Linked DNA regions of Mus musculus: region 2 is linked to region 1. A link is a contact called in public HiChIP or PLAC-seq data. All regions are on one chromosome and are shown on one strand. The core of a region is the stretch at or near the end of the contact, and the rest is flanking DNA. Distances in the headings are between cores, read along the strand shown.

Region 1 (6,365 bases), core at 1,631-4,130:
GCGAGCTTTTTAAAGGCTAGGAAAGACTTTTCTGTACCAAGGGCACGTGTGGCTGCCCAGTGAAGAGACAGAGATGGGTCTCTGACTTGTAGATTGCAATGTCTTTGAATGACAATCTTGGTTTTTGATAGATAAATGAACATTATTCCTAGTCTCATATAAAAAAATTGGTGAGTGGGCTTTGTTAAAGTGCAGAGGATTTAGAGAGGTGTAAGATCCTATTAGAAATAAGAGATGCCTCCTTATAGTCCCCTTCCTGCTTGCTGAAAAAGATTGTGTAGGATCCGGGAGTAATTGCAGAGAGGTACAAGAATATATGTAAGGACAGCAGACAAGAATAACAAAGTATTTTTGGTTGTGAGCCTAGCCTTTAACGGCTGAGCCATAAACTTTATATGCCTCAGTACTGGGGAGTGCCAGAGCCAAGAAGTGGGAGTGGGTGGGTAGGGGATTTGGGGGGAGGGTCTGGGGGACTTTTGGGATAGCATTTGAAATGTAAATGGAGAAAATACCTAATTAAAAATTAATTAAAGAAAAAAAAAAGAATAACAAAGTAGCCGAGGACTGAGAAAGCTACCAGGGTTTGGCCGAGCTCACATGGAAGAAGACACAGCTGTTTCAAGGTTTCCAAGGTGTGGCTTACCAGGAAACCTGTTCTGTGTAGCAGAGTCTCTCCTCCTTTAGAAGCTATTTAAAAATCAAGTAAATTGCATACGCCTGCCTTTAATCCGGGCGCTGGGGAGGCATTGATAGCCAGGTTTTTGTGAGTTCGAGACCAGCCTGGTCTACAAATGGAGTTCCAGGACAGCCAGAGCCACACAGAGAACCGTTGTCCCCAAACAACGCCCCACCTCCACAAAAAAAAAAAAAAAAAAAAAAAAAAAAAGAAAGAAAGAAAAGAAAAGAAAAGAAAAGAAAAAGAAAAAAGAAAAAGAAAAAAGAAAGGAAAAGGAAAAAACATCAAATAAAGCTGAAGAATAGTTCCCATGGAAACAAGGACATTGCTTTTCTTCTAAGTGATGAAACAGTGCCCCCTAGTGGACTTACTCCAGATAGCAGTGATGATAAAAAATCAGGTGGCATAAAAAGGGACTGTAGGTGAAATGTCACAGGACAGGACAGTCCCTGAAGGAGGGATCCTTCTGTTTGCTGCTGATTCTTAGGAACTCATTAGTTCATGAATGAATTAATCATTAAGCTAATTACTAATCTCTTCTTTCTGGAGAATATTCTATAGTTCACCTATGAGTCAATGTTTTCAAAATCTAGGCATTTTAGAGTTTTGCACCTAGCTCCTGTTGTAAAGTGAGTGGGCTCACACTTCTTGGGAATTAAAGTATTAAAAAAACCCGCTCTGATGGCTTGTAGAATCATCTTCATGGCCATTTTGTTAAGCCTACTTCTTCGAAGTGAGAAAATTGGACCTTTAAGGTAAGGCATGTCTGCAGTCCCAGCCTTGGGTACATAGTGAGTTCTTGGCTAGCCTGGGCTACATGAGTTTCTGCTTCAAAGAGAGAAATAAGATTATTAAGAACAAAAAAAATCAGAAGAGCCTACAATTTTTTTTAGTGACCAGGGAAGAATCCACTCAACAAAATTAAAATTCTATTTTAAATAATTCATTAAAATTCTAAGGTACAAAAAGGTCCTCTCTGAGATTCTTTCTGCCTGGTTTTTGCCCTCCAGATTCCCCTCACGCTGATGTTGAATCCTCATTTGCCCTTCTGGGCACTTGTTAGGCGCTTTCTTTTCTATGAATAGAAGGAATTCTACAAGTTTTTCCTATTGTTTTAAGAATAGATTCTGATGGAAAACATAGCTATTTTAAACATCACAATATGCTTTTAATTCCTAACAAAAATGGCAGCACTTTCCAGAGTGTGTGTGTGTGTGTGTATGTGTGTGTTTGTGAGGATCTCTTTGGTATGTTGAACTGGTAGTTTCTATAGGAGCCCTGTCAATTCTAATTGATGGTTTGATTGATTTCCTTGTTTGTTTTGTGACACAGGACTTTGCAGCATGGACTGATCTTTATTTATAATGACTCTGTCTCCAGCTTTCCCCTGCTTGGATTACAGTCACATGACATGCTTGACTGTCAACAGCTTCTTTCTTTAAACAAAGTCATTTAAACTTTCGTTTTTATATTTATGTAGTGTGCATGTGTGCGTTTTATTTGTAGTCAGCTCATGTGTCTTTTTATGTGTCTGTGTGTTCACATGTGGGTGCACGTGTGATTTGTGTACCTGTGGGCTGCAGTGCACATGTGGAGGTCAGAGGACTATTCGTAGAAGTTGGTTCTCGACTTCCACCTTGTGGTTTCTGGTGATTGATCTCAGGTCATCAAGTTTGGCAGCCAGCAAAACCCTTACCCACTGAGTCATCCTGCTGGCCTGTGGCTGTCAACCTCCAAATTAGACAATACATTTATGTTTGCACAGTGTACTGTCTAGTTTTGTGTCAACTTGACACAGCTGGAGTTATCACAGAGAAAGGAGCTTCAGTTGAGGAAATGCCTCCATGAGATCCAACTTTAAGGCATTTTCTCAATTAGTGATCAAGGGGAAAGGCCCCTTGTGGGTGGGACCATCCCTGGGCTGGTAGTCTTGGGTTCTATAAGAGAGCAGGCTGAGCAAGCCAGGGGAAGCAAGCCAGTAAAGAACATCCCTCCATGGCCTCTGCATCAGCTCCTGCTTCCTGACCTGCTTGAGTTCCACTCCTGACTTCCTTTGGTGATGAACAGCAGCATGGAAGTGTAAGCCGAATAAATCCTTTCCTCCCCAACTTGCTTCTTGGTCATGATGTTTGTGCAGGAATAGAAACCCTGACTAAGACACACAGTAAATCGTAGCCACAGGTTCCCATTTTGTGGTCTGTTGGCTTTGTGAGGCTCCAGTGCCTTCGTAACTGCCACCACCATAGCAGCAAACACAACTGCAGGCATCTGACATGTGCATCAAATGTTTATTTGGGAATGGAACACTCTTCCGCACACGAGACATTTTGTGTGTTCCTTTACATTAAAAAAGAACAAAAACCCAAATGTTTATCTACCCATTACCAAGACCAATTTTTTTTATCAATTTCTTTATTTTCTTCTTCAGAAAATGATAAAGAGGAGCAATATAGTTAGTAATTCAAACAAGACTCTTATGAAACAGAAACTATGGTGGGAATTAGAGGAACATCCAATTGCTTAGGACATCGGTGGCACAGAGTCTACCAAGGAATGGTGACATTTTCAAGTTGATTCTATCAGAACATATACGAGGAAGATAAAATTATCTTCCAAATATAACCAGCACAGCTCACTCTCAACATTGTTTACAATGCAAAGTGATGGGATTAGGTTTCGGAGGTTCCAGAGGCCCGAAGCTCCATGCTGTAAACCAGGTCTCCGTGGGGACTGGCGGGTGGGACACCACGTGACATGGGGACTCTAGACCATAATGAAGAAACCTACTCAGGAGTAGCTTCCAATGAGAAGAACTCCAAAAGGAAAGCGCCTAGTGCAACCTTTGAACACATTCTCTTCGTGGGAATACAGTATTTTGTGGTCAGATATCATAAAGTGTATTATCTTGTTCTCGAGACACGGTCTTGGGGCTTAGTCAGGCAGGGACTGACTCACTCGGTATGATTTAGCCATGTGTGGAGCAATTGCTGATGCAGTTCCACTAACACTCTAAGATCCCTGGGAGGAAGAAATAGAGACTTTGAAACCCCTCGTGTTGGCAATATGATTTTGGCCGTAATTTAAAGATTGGGAAAGCATTCTGAGATTGGTAGAAGGGTTTGGCTATTTTGGCATAAAGGCTGATAAATGCATCTTTAAGATTTTTAAGTTTTTCACTGGTGGTGATACATGCTTTTAAACCCCAGAACCTAGGAGGCAGAGGCATGCAGATCTCTGTAAATTTAAGGTCAGCCTGGTCTATAGGTTGAGTGGACAGCCAGGGCTACACAGGAAAAACCTTGTTTCAAAAACAAAACAAAACAAAATACAACAAAGCAAAAAATGTATCTAAGTTTTTCATTTATATTATTCTAAAGTCACATGATAGTAAACAGGATGTGACTGACAGCATCAATAAACACGGAGGGGAGACATTGCACAGGCCTGTACTACTAGACAAAGATATAAATAAGACCAGTATGGGCTGATGAGAGTGGGAGAATCAGACTTCTTCAGGGGCAGGCCCCCTAAGTGGTTATCCAAAGCCAAGTGATCAGACACATACAAGCAGAACTAAACAAATATCAGGGGGCCCAACTCTCTCTCTGTATGTATATGTGTACATACATGTGTATGCAACAATCACAACTAAAAAAAAAACAGCTGTGAATTTGAGAGAGAGCGAAGGGAACAGGGGAAATGTTGGAGAAAGAAAAGGGAAGGGGGAAGTGATGTAATGGTGCTTTAATTAAAAATAAATTAATTAAGGGCTGGAGAGACGGCTCAGTGATTAAGAGCAATGACTGCTTTTTCCAGAAGTCCTGAGTTCAACTCCCAGCAACCACATGGTGGCTCACAACTATCTGTAATGGGATCTGATGCCCTCTTCAGGTGTGTCTGAGGGAAGCTACAGTGTACTCATATACATTAAATAAATAAATAAATCTTTAAAAAATAAATAAATTAAAAAATTGTATGGCAGAAGAATATTTTGTAAAATGGAGTAATGTTTGTGTTTTACCTGTATGAACCCAACTGATTGAAAAAAAAAGTAGATAATGAAATTACATAGGAAAAATTGCAAAGTTAGACATGTTCTTTGTTTGTTTGTTTGTTTGACACAGGGTTTCTTTGTGTAGCCCTGGCTGTGCTGGCCTGGAACTCAGAGATATACATACTGCAGCCTCTGCCACTTGAGTGCTGGGATTAAAGGTATGTGCCACCACCACCTGGTTTAGAAATATAACTTTTTTTTTTTTTTTAGGTTTTTCTGTGTATCAGCTTTTGTGTTTAAAAAAAATGAGAGAAATCACAGATCTTACCTTTTCCTTTTAAACTTTTAAGAAAAAATTATGTATGTATTTATTTATTGTATATGAGTGCTCTAGCTGCATGTACACCTGCATGCCAAAAGAAGGCATCAGATCCCATTATAGATGGTTGTGAGCCACCATTGGTTGCTGGGAATCGAACTCTGGTCCTCTGTAAGCAGAGCTATATTGTGAGGTCTTAATACCCCCACCCCCAAACTCCCCAAAGTAAACAAAACATTTTTAGGCATGGTAGTTTAAACTAGTAACCCCAGCACTTGAGAAGCAGAAACAGGAGGATTTCTACCAGCTGGAGGCCAGTCTGGTCTACATAGCAAGACTCTGTCTCTAAGGACCACAAAACATAATATTAAAAAAATGCTTAGTTGAGTGACTGGCATAAATGGTCACTTGTTTTTTTTTTTGGGGGGGGGGCGTTGTTTGTGGTCTTTTGTTTTGTTTTATTTTTGTTGTTTTGAGGCAGAGTCTCTCTGTGTGTAACAGTCCTGAGTGTCCTGGAACTTCTATGTAGACCAGGCTGGCCTCCAATTCACAGAGATCTTCCTGCCTCTCTGCCTCAAAACCTGGAATTAAAGCTGTGTGCCACCACCCCTGGCTGATAATAACTATTTTTTTTAATGACTAGCATAATATTTAAAAGATAATTTATTTCTTTGCTGTACTATTTTATTTTTTGAGATCAAGTTTCATGTAGACCGGCCTGAGCTTAGGCTACTTATTAGCCGAAGATGATTTTAGAACCCCGGATCTTTTATGAGTGCTCTATCTGCATGTACATCTGCTTTCCACCCCATTGTGCTGCAGTCCCAGGCCCACCACTATGACTGGTTTTATCCACTCCTGGATTCCATTCCTGTGGAATTCTAGCTCCTCATATTCAAAACCATGGTTGTAGGTATTTTAAGGTATTCGTAGCATTAAATTCTTCTAGATGTCTTCTGTACTTCGGGGGTTTGAAGTTCCATAAAAAGTACAGTGAAATGGCGACCTTGTTTTTCTCTCCTCTCTTCTGTACCTCATTTTATTACAAACATGTAGAAGATGGAATATGGGTGGAGGAAAGAGGAGATGGCTGAGAGAATATAATTTAATTTCTCTTCTGGCACTCTTGGGCAACGGGCTTTAATTAGGAGCTCAGATTGGTATTTAGTTACAAGGCTTATGGATCAAAGCTAATTTGTATGTCAGATGTAATTTAGATGACTTCAGACTGTGTATGAGAAACAAGGATAGATTTTAGTGGCCTTGATTAGAGAAGCCTGTGGTTATTTTCCGGTCCATTGCACTAATACTTATATCTAACGGGAGCCAAGGATCACATGTGTAAGGGTTATCTCTGCAAAAATCAGCTGTCTCTG
Region 2 (5,576 bases), core at 723-3,222, 610 kb before region 1:
GACGGACAGACAGACAGATGATAGAGAGATCTAGATACAGATTCAGATACAGATATAGAGCCGTAAACTGACCCAGAACTAGCTCCCTAGCTCTGCGTATTTTGCAATATTCAAGTCTCTGCTTCCTGAGTATTAAGATTATAGACTTGGGCCTCCATGCCTGGCCATACTTATTTAATCCTACTGAACTTCATTTACTTTATTTGCAAAAGCATATGAAGGCATTTCTAATTCTTTTCAATTTTCAGGAAAAATAAGCTAAGCCTTGCTGAGAAAATACAAGGTAAAAGAGAACGGGCACAGACTCCCATCAGGTATCATAGATGATGCGCTTCTACTTCTGTCTCCTCAAATCCCATAGCAACAGGGCGGGGAGAGAGTGAAAAGAAAATGATATATAGGAAGAACAGATAAAATTTAATATGTAAATTTACATAAGTTTGGCTATATACAATAGGATTCCCGTCCCCCACCCCCACCCCACCCCAGTGGTAAAAAAAGAAAACATGACATTTTCAGGAAAGTCAATGGACCTGAAAATCATTATGTTAAGCAAAATAAGCCATAAAGACAAATATTACATGCACTTTCCTCTTACATATGCAGCCAAGATTTAAACTTATCTGTGTGTTCTGTGTGAGGGTGGACCATGGAACTAGGAAGGGGGCCAGGCGAGGGAAAGTAGAGATGTTAGGGGATTTCAAACATACAGGGAAGACAACTGAGTGTATGTGGCACGAAGCAAAAGTGGGGATGTCTAGGGGAAGGGAAGGAACCTGCTAGAGGGAGAAAGGGGTGTGTGTGTGTGTGTGTGTGTGTTTGTGTGTGTGTGTGTATGACTGGAGGGGAAGAGGATAATTAGAGCATAAATATAATGATGCATGGATGTAAACATGGCATAATTAAAGTCCATCACCTCATATGCTTACTTAGAAAGTTATTTTTTACTTAAAAAGTGATAGTAGTCAAAGAGAAATGTCTAAATAAATTTAGTAGAGAAGATGGAGTAGGACTAATTAAGCCAGCAACAATATATCAGTGTCCACTAGCAGGTACTATGCAGAACCAATTTGCTGTCTAGAGGCCCCAGGCCACGTTATACCCACGGGAGTGTCCATAGTAAGATGAGGTGAAGCTCAAGTTGAAATCAGGACCAGGACTGTGCTGTGAAGCAGTCAGAAGTCCAGGCTCCCTCCTCCCCTTACCTCACCATCAAGGACCAGAAATGGATTCAGAGAATCACCAGTCTTCTGCAGCCGCAGCAGAAAGTCTGGGGGTGCCGAGAGCCCTAACTCGGAACGGTGTTTTCTACTCTGCCCTCAGAAGAGCGGCCTGACAGAGATGGTGTTAACATCTAGAAGGGTCAGCAAGAAGATCTAAGCAAATGTGGCACATGGCAGCTATGACAGGATTACTAAGAACAAATGAAATACTACTCCTGATAGGTGGTAGCATGGGGAACAGGGAGGTTCCACAGAGCCAAATGTCTCTGCAGAGTCACAGTAAGGCACACCCTGACGGTTGACTTGGCCAGATATGAACCTATCTATGTTCTGCAGTGAGGAAAGTGCCAAGACACAAGCATATACTATGTGCAACCAATCGTTTGGCTTTGGAAGTCCCCACCCCTTCAATGTGGATAAGAAACTAACCTGGACTGCATTCTCCAAAACACTTTCTTTTATGGGGTTTCGTTTTTGTTTTTGTTGTTGTTTTTGTTGGGGGTGGCGGGGAGTCTTAAATTCTGTCCCAACATGCATTCAGGATTTGGAAGGCAGAAGTGAGAGAAAGGTTTGCGGCTGTGGCTCTGGCTGTGGCTGTGGTTGTGGGAGAGGCTGCTGGCAATCAAGGTGTTAGATTGGTAGGAATGTTTGCAGGGAGTGGACTTGTACATTCCAATGTCTATTATGAACCCCTGGGCTGGGCGTGGAACGTTGCAGAGCTAAGAGCAGTGACCTCTGTGTCACATTACTGTGGCGTTGTTCAAATATTGCCCCACTGCACCGGCAGCAGCCGTTTGTTCTTCACCGACTTCTCTGTGTTTAGTCCCTAGAATGGCTATAATCCCATGGATTGAACAGAGACTTAAAAAACAAGCAAAAAATAAAAAAAGAGAGGCCCATTGGACTTGCAAACTTTATATGCCCCAGTACAGGGGAACGCCAGGGCCAAAAAGGGGCAGTGGTGGGTAGGGGATTGGGGGGTGGGTGGGTATGGGGGACCTTTGGGATAGCATTGAAAATGTAAACGAGGAAAATACCTAATAAAAAAAATAAAAAAAAAACAAGCAAAAAAAACCAAAAAACAAACAAAAACAAAAAACCAAAACAACAACAAAAGCCTAACTCTCAACTGATGTTGAGAAATAGAAGAATAAGCTCATTATTTAGACATCTAGAATGGCCCAGGATATGAGTTAGCAGAGGCCAGAAATCAGCCCCAGTGAGTGTGGCTCGTAGTAGGTTATTTCTCCATCAGTAGAATGAGCCATTTCAACCCAGATTAGATTAGATTAAGGGCAGGTTTATTGGGAAGCTGCTCTCAAGCAGGGGAATTCACTGACCCCAAGGAGGGAAACCAGGGAAGTCCCCATGGGGAAGGAAGGGGGCAGGAAAAAAGGGCTGTGTGCATGAATGCGCGAGGGGGGAGGAAGAGACTAAAATGTCTGGATTATATAGGGAAGAGCCTCTGAGAGAAGGAGAGCCCAGCCGTTAGACTGGAAAGTTCATTGTTGAGGCAGAGTATGCAAGGTGGGGACTGAGGGATGCTGGGATAGCCAGGAGGCCAGGTCTGTTTTAATATGTCAACAACTATGCACCTCAGTCCCTTGTCCTGGGTCTGAAACCCAACAGCTACCAAGCTTCTACTCAGGCTGCTCTAAGCATAATGTGGATCCGACCTCCTTCATTTAACACTGTTTTAAGATTAGTGACGGGCTGGTGAGATGGCTCAGTGGGTAAGAGCACTCGACTGCTCTTCCGAAGGTCCGAAGTTCAAATCCCAGCAACCACATGGTGGCTCACAACCACCTGTAATGAGATCTGATGCCCTCTTCTGGTGTGTCTGAAGACAGCAACAGTGTACTTACATATAATAAATAAATAAATCTTTAAAAAAAAAAAAAGATTAGTGACAACATACCACAGGGTTGCTTTCAACATGAGCATACACGTCAGTTCTCTTCCCTAAAAGGCTTCTTGTGTGTCAAGCTTATAGTCTTGAAGTGCCAACAGAAGCAGTATATCCAAGGTGTGGCAGGGTGTCTGACCATCTATTCTTCCATTGTGCTCTAAAAAACAATATAAATGCCATGTAGTGTTAACGCAGACAGAGTGTTTTCATGCTTTCCCACGCTTGCCCATGAAATTCCAGCCATCTTGAGGACACTCTGCGATCACTTTTGGTTCTTCTTCCATGGAATGCACCTCTCATGCTGTCAGCCCACAGAGATTCACCCCAGGAGCTCAGTGGCTTGTCCTGCCTTCAAGGCTCACACCTAAAGTATTAATACATTTATTTCAGAACTCTTGGGTTTGGTGGCTCCATGGTCAGTCCCCTCTGTCTCACAGACCTTCATTATATGTATACTGATAGAATAGAAACATCTTTAAAAGTGTCGTTCTAAATTCCTGCTCTTAGCAAGCCTTGAAATTTTTCTCACAACTTGGCCTCTTTGTCGCAATGCTCAGACCTGAAATCATCCCTCTCCTGGGCTCCACTCCTCACAGGAAGAGGGGACAGAAGGTACAGATAGTCATGCTTTCATGTTACAAAGACAGACTTACAGTCCATACTGAAGAAAAGAGTCCATACAGGCATTGTTAATGTCTTAGCGTGTGCTTGGCGCTAATGGCTTCAGAGTGAGCTCCTCCAGCCCAGAGGACCTGGTGAGTGCACGGCAGATACTAACCTGACCCAGAATTAATGCTGTAAGTAAGTAATGAGAATGAGAAAGGCACAGACAGGGCTGGGGAGATGCTCCATGGGTAATGTGCTTGCCATGCAAGCCCAAGGACCAGAGTTCAGGTCCCCAGAACCCTTGTAAAGTCGGATGCAGTAGCATGCATTTGTAATCCCAGTTTGCTACTGCAAAATAGGGGACAAGCAGGTGTGTGTGAGCCAGCTAGCCTGGTGTACAACAAAGAGGCACTGTCACAAATGGGGAGGAAGGCAAGGCCTGACGCTGAAGGCTGTTCTCTGACATACACATGTCTACCATGGCATATGTATACAGACGGGGGGGGGGGGGGGGAGGGGAAGGGAGAGGGAGAGGAAGGGAGGGAGGGAGGGAGGGAGGGAGGGAGGGAGGGAGGGAGGGAGGGAGGGAGGGAGACAGAGATGGAGAAAATATAAAAGTGCAGACAACACGTGTCTTAAAGACACAGCTGACCACCTGATCAGAAGACTAAAACTGAGCTACAGACCCTGTTCCCCTGCCTTGCCCCTTGTACCTGTGTAATCTGCTGGCTGGAGATGGGAGGTATGACAGATTTTCATGATGTAAATTCACTGTCTTCTCTTATCTCTGGATCTCTGAGTAAAGCAACCTTAACATTCAATTCGTACCTCTTTTTATCACCTTTCAAAGGAACAAGGCAGATTCCAGTTAGGATGTGTCTGTGGGAGAGGAAAGATACAAATCATATTTTCTTATAGAGAAGCGTGGAGGTCACTCCACACTTCTTAGTCAGACTCATCTGTGGCCCTCCAGCCTACAGAGGGGTGGGGGAAACTTCGAAACAGGCACTAGTGAGCGACAGCAATCTTTCAGAATAGAATTGTTTGAATGTGGACTGTCCACCATTGTGTTTGAACTGTCTGGCCAAGCCGGTGACACTGTTTTATAAGGCTGTGGAACTTTTGGGAGTTGGAGCCTCAGTGCAGGAAGTGGAGTGGGTCTGTGTGCATGGACTTCTGTGGATCTTACAACCTAACTCCACTTCACCTGCTCTCTGCTTTCTGTTCTTACCAGGCTGTGGGCAGATGAGGGGGCCAGCTGGACTCCTGCCAGCTTTAGGACACCTGTCATCATGCCGTCACTTGAGGTAGACCCTGTCTCCTCCGACTGTGAAGCACGGGGCAACCCTTCCTCTCTCAAGTTCTTGACAGCTATTCAGTTTCAGCCACAAGCCAATTGTTGATTCCAAGGTGAGCAGCTGTGAGAAAAGCCTCAACTCAGACTGCGTGAAGAATGACTTCCTGGTTCTGAGAACAATGGAAAAATTGAAGGTAATGCCACGAGGAAATGATAACGTGCCACGTTTGAAAATATCATGGAAAGAAAAATAGCCAAGCCTTTGGATAGAGTACATGTATCAAGATTAGGTAAAGAATATCCAAACTAGCCTTTTTAGTCCTCGCTTTTCTTACTCTCTAGCCCTCTTTCTTTTTTTTTTTTTATTACGTATTTTCCTCAATTACATTTCCAATGTCTAGCCCTCTTTCTCTCTTTCCCTTCCCCCCTCTCTCCACACGGCCAGTCTCTCTCTTGCTACCTTCTCTCCTTTCTCCCTGCCTTTCTACAATAAAGCTCTAAAACCATTTTAAAAAAAAGAATCTCCACACTATCATGGAAA

The links. HiChIP or PLAC-seq counts read pairs in DNA pulled down with a chosen protein or histone mark.
Region 2: a FOXA1 HiChIP or PLAC-seq map of pancreatic cancer cells shows a contact between it and region 1. The contact joins two enhancer-like sites.

Annotation. Positions count from the first base shown.
Region 1 is chr3:127,317,761-127,324,125 of GRCm38.p6, reverse strand. The region is part of intron 1 of Ank2 (ankyrin 2, brain); the gene reads left to right. Among named protein-coding and RNA genes, the nearest start is that of Gm52631, 65 kb to the left of the region's middle. Within about 2 kb of position 2,880, at least 32 of the 459 cell types and tissues checked have an H3K27ac peak or open chromatin away from gene starts, as enhancers often do. A contact at or near this core is called in pancreatic cancer cells, where this site is marked.
Region 2 is chr3:127,926,432-127,932,007 of GRCm38.p6, reverse strand. 9830132P13Rik (RIKEN cDNA 9830132P13 gene) reads right to left here. Exons shown (of 5, transcript NR_040552.1): 2 at 4,452-4,579; 3 at 3,142-3,289. Among named protein-coding and RNA genes, the nearest start is that of 9830132P13Rik, 13 kb to the right of the region's middle. Within about 2 kb of position 1,972, at least 83 of the 459 cell types and tissues checked have an H3K27ac peak or open chromatin away from gene starts, as enhancers often do. A contact at or near this core is called in pancreatic cancer cells, where this site is marked.